Regions from separate parts of the Mus musculus genome. Here region 2 is linked to region 1. A link is a contact called in public HiChIP or PLAC-seq data. All regions are on one chromosome and are shown on one strand. Each heading gives the region's core, a stretch centred on a gene start, on an enhancer-like site or on the middle of the called end of the contact. The rest is flanking DNA. Distances are from core to core; before and after follow the strand shown.

What was found. HiChIP or PLAC-seq counts read pairs in DNA pulled down with a chosen protein or histone mark.
Region 2: a contact with region 1 is called in an H3K27ac HiChIP or PLAC-seq map of microglia, with 7 times the contacts expected there. The contact joins the promoter of Dpf1 here to the promoter of Catsperg1 in region 1. A contact is called at or near these places in 12 of 39 promoter capture datasets (the 3T3-L1 cell line, 3T3-L1-derived adipocytes, the HPC-7 cell line and 6 more), 5 of 484 Hi-C or Micro-C datasets (the N1E-115 cell line, embryonic stem cells and nephron progenitors), 6 of 115 datasets of contacts at active chromatin or transcription factors (embryonic stem cells, epiblast stem cells, forebrain and 2 more) and 4 of 9 other capture datasets (adipose tissue, embryonic tail, liver and 1 more).

Annotation. Positions count from the first base shown.
Region 1 is chr7:29,209,333-29,212,482 of GRCm38.p6, reverse strand. It overlaps Catsperg1 (cation channel sperm associated auxiliary subunit gamma 1), which reads left to right and starts at 1,558. Exons shown (of 28, transcript NM_001368407.1): 1 at 1,558-1,841; 2 at 1,950-2,003. The coding sequence starts at 1,569.
Region 2 is chr7:29,306,307-29,309,456 of GRCm38.p6, reverse strand. It overlaps Dpf1 (D4, zinc and double PHD fingers family 1), which reads right to left and starts at 1,456. Exons shown (of 12, transcript NM_001368371.1): 1 at 1,359-1,456; 2 at 1-46. The coding sequence starts at 1,387.

The DNA of each region.
Region 1 (3,150 bases), core at 309-2,808:
TGAACCAGGACCTGGGGCGTGGCCAAGAGAGGAGACTGAGCGAGGATTTGAACTATTGCAACACTCGGGGCCTGAACGAGGACCTGGGGCGTGGCCAAGAGAGGAGACTGAGCGAGGATTTGAACTATTGCAACACTCGGGGCCTGAATCAGGACCAGGGGCGTGGCCAAGAGAGGAGACAGAGCAAGGATTGGAACTACTGCAACACTTGGGGCCTGAACCAGTACCAGGGGCGTGGCCAAGAGAGGAGACTGAGCGAGGATTTGAACTACTGCAACACTCGGTGCCTGAATCAGGACCAGGGGCGTAGCCAAGAGAGGAGACTGAGCAAGGATTCGAACTACTGCAACACGTGGGGCCTGAACCAGGACCAGGGACATGGCCAAGAGAAGAAACAGACCGAGGATTTGAACTACTGCAACACTCGGGACCTGAGTCAGGGCCAGGGGCGTGGTCAAGAGAGGAGACGAAGCGAGGATCCGAACCACCGCGACACTCGGGGTCTGAGCCAGGACCAGGGGCGTGGCCAAGAGAGGAGACAGAGTGAGGATTTGAACTACTGCAACACTCAGGGCCTGAACCAGGACCGGGGGCGTGGCCAAGAGAGAAGACAGAGTGAGCATTTGAACTACTGCAACACTTGGAGCCTGAACCAGGACCAGGGTCGTGGCCAAGAGAGAAGGCAGAGTGAAGATCCGCTCTACCGCGACACTCCAGACCGGAGCCAGGACCAGGGGCGTGGCCAGAAGAGAAAGCAGAGCCAGGATCTGATTTCCAGAACGACTCAGACCTTGAGCCAAGGCAAAGAGCCTAGCGAGTTCGGAGGTGTGGGCGAGGATTCACGAAAGGACAAGAAGACTCTAAGCCGGTTCCTGAGCAGGGCAGGAGCGAAAAGAAAGGGGCGTGGCGAAGAGCAGTGTGTGGGCGGGGAACCTTTTGAGGGCGGAGCCAAGTCCCCTGAGGGGCACAGTGGTAAGGAAAACAGGAAGTGCTCTGGCAAGGCAAGAAAAAAAAAGAGGGACTTGGCGAAGAGTAGGTTAGGAGTTCCAAGAACGGGAACAGAAAAGAGCAAAGCCAGGGCAAAGAGAGAGAGAGTAACTAGGAAGCAGGGTGAAAAGAGCCGCAGGGGTAGGGACAGTAGTAAGAGCAGGGGCGGGGCGAGGAGTATTAGTAGGGGAGGGGCGAGGAGTATTAGTAGGGGAGGGGCGAGGAGTATTAGTAGGGGAGGGGCCGGGAGAAAGAGCAGGGGCGGGGCAAGGAGTGTTAGTAGGGGAGGGGCCGAGAGTAGGAGCAGGGGCGGGGCGAGGAGTATTAGTAGGGGAGGGGCCGAGAGTAGGAGCAGGGGCGGGGCGAGGAGTATTAGTAGGGGAGGAGCTGGGAGTAAGGGCGTGGCAAGGCCTAAGAGCAGGGCCCGGGCAGAGAGTAAGGGGCCCCAAAGCCTGATCAAAGGTGGAGCTAGGAAGAAGAGTGGGAAAAGGGGCAGGAACTGAGCGGTTTCCTAGAGATCAGCCTCAGCTAGCCAACTTGCAAGTGGGTGTTAATCCCCACGTTCTCCAGGTTCTAGCTACATGGTGTCCCGGCCAGCCATGTCCCCGGTCAGCCCTGTGTGGCCGAGAAAACCAAACCTTTGGGCATTCTGGGTACTGCGGCTAGTGCTATTGCTGTCGTTGAAGTCGTGGGCGGAAGATACCTTACAGCATTGCACCTGGCTTCTTGTCCTGAACAAGTTCGAGAAGGTAGGCTTGCATCTCTCCAAGGATCGATTTCAAGATCATGAGCCCATCGATACAGTGGCCAAGGTGTTCCAAAAGTTGACAGACTCGCCAATCGATCCGTCAGAGGTGAGGGAAGTGAGATCAAGAGTATCAAAGAGATTTGGGGTCAGTAAATAGAGAGATCTCGAGTCAGTACACCAAGTGACTAGGTATTTCCTCCACCTTTCTTTACAGAACTATTTGAGCTTTCCTTACTACTTGCAAATCAACTTTTCCTGTCCGGGACAGGTAAGAGTTTACAGTATGAGTAGGCTGATTTCTGTAAGTCTCCAGTTTCCCATTTTCAGCAGTGTTTTTTCAATACAGTTTAATAGTAGTCTCCACCAACCCTGAAGGCATTAAAGATTCAGTCTCCCACTAGGTACAAGAACACAATAGGGACAAAAAGTGAGCACAGCACTCCCCCCCCCACGGGGCCCCATTTTAAAATTGAGATGTAGCTCTTATTTTGTTTAGGGGCCTAGGGACAGAATCCAAGGCTTTGTACATGCTACCACTGCTACCTGCTACCACCCTGTTCTCAGCCCCTAAAGGTGTCGTTCTAAAGTATACAGATCAGTACATTTTAGTGTATCTACAGAGTCAGGCAACCGTTTCAGCTCCATTCTGTCATTCCATGACAGAAAAACTGTGACCAAGGCAACTTATAAACCAAAAGTCCATGAGCAGCACAGTAGGGAACCCGGTGGGACCACCATGGCAGGTACTTCCATCCACAAGCAGGAGGCAGAGAAAGCGAACTAGGAATGGTGCAGACCTCAAGGCCTAACACCCCTGGTGACACATCTTCTCCATGAAGGCCATATGTAATCCTATTCAGTCAGACCCACAGCTAAGGACCAAGCATTCAAACATAGGAGCCTGGGGTGTTCAAACAGTACCTCACTTAAGCAATCACACTAACCTCATTATCTTTCTCCGGAACGTTCCTATTATCCTCCAATAAGAACCCTGTGTCTGGGCCGGGCGTGGTGGCGCACGCCTTTAATCCCAGCACTCGGGAGGCAGAGGCAGGCGGATTTCTGAGTTCGAGGCCAGCCTGGTCTACAAAGTGAGTGCCAGGACAGCCAGGGCTATACAGAGAAACCCTGTCTGGAAAAACCAAAAAAAAAAAAAAAAAAAAAAAAGAACCCTGTGTCTAATAGTAGTTATTCTCTCTTTTAAAAAAAAAGCATTCATCTTATTTTTAATAGGTCTATGCATGTGCATGCAGTTGCCTGTGGAGGTCGGAAGAGGGTGATGAATTCCTGGGATTGGAGTTACAAGCTATTGTGGCTTGACATAGATGCTGGCAATCATGCTTTGGTCATCTAGAAGAACAGTTACACACTCTAACCATTGAGTCAGCCATCTCTCTGGCCCCACCCTCTTCCTT
Region 2 (3,150 bases), core at 207-2,706, 97 kb before region 1:
GCTGCGACAGTGCTCGATGGCCTCCCGGTAGAAGTCCTCGCCAAGGCTGTGGGGGCGGGCGAGCAGCGGGCGGGCGGCTGTCAGCAAGGGCTAGTGCAGGGAGGCCCAGCACCCTCCCGCGGCTGCCCGTTCCCACTGCTCCGCAAAGGGCAAGCCGGCCAGGTCCACCTTCACCTCCCCCATCTTCTCCCACCCCTCTGGATCCGGGGGCGGGGCAGGGTGCTGGCAGGGAAGCAGCTACCTAAAACTTGATTATGTCTCGGGTTAAGAAGTGTTCACAGACAATATAAAAACAAACCAAAACATACCGGGACCCATCCACACATGAACGTAGCCAAACACCCAATACAAACAAATCGCACATGGCCACACGGGATTCACACACAAAGAGAAACGTATCCCAATCTTCACAAAGGAGTAGCAAACAAATTCTCTCTGTCACACAGACACACATCTCTTGCAGAACACAAATAATCCAAATCAAAAAAAGCCATAGAACTACCTATGAATGTCATGTATCCAGAGACCCAGATGGTTCCAGAGACAGCTTATCCACAAAGACCCACAACATGGAAACACACCACACAACACTCATCCCAACAGTCACACAATGTCAAAAGATAGGGACCCTATAAACATTTACATATGCGCTTACATATCCATCCAAAGACACTCCAGCCAAACACACAATACAAAGACATCACTGAGATTTTCAAGGGTACACATACACAGAAACCCCAAATTTAAAATGCATCCCCAAATACACAGGTACACGCCTTGGAAACAGAGGGGCAGTCAGGTCTGCTCATGTTCACACAAAAATTTAGACCTATCCTCACACGTCCATATCCAAAGACACAGAACATAAATGGTGCAGATTCGCCAGACATGTGCACACACTTCGAGACCCAAATACTCAGATAGGTAGTGCAGAATAAAAGAAACCCTATACATACCCACACATTCAGCTACAAAGCAAAAAGCAATGTATAAGTCGCTCAACACACTCCACACCCCAAGACAAAGGTAGCGTGGATTCGAGTGTACCCAGGCCCCAGCTTCCCTAGACCATGTACCCTCTCTCAAACCCTGGCATCCCTGGGAGGGGACATGACCCCTTTCCCCTAAAAATCCTTGGAGACCCCTCCCCCACGCCCTCTCCCAGTCCTGGAGCAACGCGTCGGACATCATTCTTGCTAAACACCCTCAGTCACATACACTCGCACCCCCGCACGCGGTGACAGCCCCCTGACACCCCACCAGCCCCACCCCCAGCGGCCACACACATACACACGCGCGCGCGCGGCCGCACAGACCCGCCCGCGCCGACTCCCCCGCCTCGCGCCCACCCGCACCACCTCAGGGGGCTGGGGATGACCGTGGCCATCTTGCTCCCCGGGTCCTGCCCCCAGCAGGTCCCTGCCGGGTCGGTCCTCCCAGCGGTCGGGCGGGCGCTGAGGCCGCCCATCCATTCATTCCCAGGGGGCGGGAGCACGAGGATCTCAGCCAATCAGGATGGCAGGGCGGGCCGCCCAGGCCATGCCGGGAGTGGTAGTCCCTAGCGGGTCCTCCGACCCAGGGGGTGGGGTGGGGGAGGGATGGAGGATCTCGCAGTCGTTCACACACGCTCACTCACACGCACTTCCAGCCCCACGTGCACAGACGCATGCACGCACACACGCGCACATGGCAGCTTACACATAGTCACACTACACTCGCAGACTTCCATTCACCCCACCTTCACGCACAACCGGCCACAGGCGCGCGGGGACCTCGCAGGTGCCCACCCAGCTGTGTCACCAGCACGCCAAACGCCACCTAGCACTCCAAGCTGTAGAGAACCCATCGTGACTGAGAGATGACTCTCGCGGCCACCCCAGTCCACTCCTACGAAGGACTACAGAACTGCCTTCCTTCTTCCTGGCCTCAAATCCTCGCTTGTGGGACTTGGTGCGCATGACTTAAGCTAAGCGTTCTGGGCCTGTCTCAACGGACTGAAGATTACAATAGCAACAGGGTAAGTGACTGTTTTAGGGACAGCATCTTGCTGTTCAGCCCAAACTGGCCATTTTTCCTGTCTCTCCAAGTGCTGAAATTAGTGTGTGACGCCATACCAGGCAAGTGCTGGAATTAGTACCTGGCAGATACCTATAAATTCATTTATTCCACCGAGAAGATATCTACAAAGAGGATCTGATATGTACCAAGGCATAAAGTGGTTGCACTGTTATTAGGAAGAATAAATAGCCTGCCTTAGCAGGTGTTCAACAAATATTTGTTGAGTGAATACTTAACACTCACTATGTGCTTAACACAGCTCTCTCCAGGTTAAACCGGACTATCCTCATTTTCTAGAGAAGGGCTTTGAGATCCTGGGAGGAAACCTTACCTGTTCTCAGCCCCTGGCTGCTGTCTGGATATAGAATTCGTGTGCCTGCACACGTCCCTACAGGATCCTCCTTGCCTCCTTTTCTCTCCCACACTCTACCCTAAGAGATCCCCAGAGAATGAGCTGACCTACTGAATATCACACACACACACACACACACACACACACACACACACGACTCACACTCAGCCCCACCTCTGGGGAATAACTTAGCATTCTGATTAGAGTGGCAGCATAAATTAGCATATCAAGTGTTAATACAAAAAAAATTCTTGTCCAGCAGGGGGCGGTCCACCCATCATAAGTCTCAAGGTTTCCCGCACTTCACACACACAATACACCTCTAGACTGCTATAGCTCCCTTCCACAAATGTCCCCATCCACCCACCCACCCACCCATCTCAGGCGTCCCCCGGCACTGCAGGGTGTCTGATTTACGTCCTGCCCAGGAATAAATAAGGGGTGTGGGTACCCCTCACATAGTATCATCTCCAGACCATGCCATGATACGTCCAGTCTCCAGACCCAGTATTGAGCTCAGAGGGTCCTTGTCACAATCCTCTGCCACCCTCCAGATTCCCAGCACACCAACTTGATTTCGCAGCTCTACCTCAGCCCTTACACTCAGATCCTGTCACCTCTGAAGCCCAGGCTACTACCAGGAAAGGCCCCGGCTCTCTTTCCTTTCCCATCACTGTCACAGACCCTTCCTAGAATGCTCTCCTCAGAACTTGGCCCTCCCAGTCCTCAGTTGCCCAAGC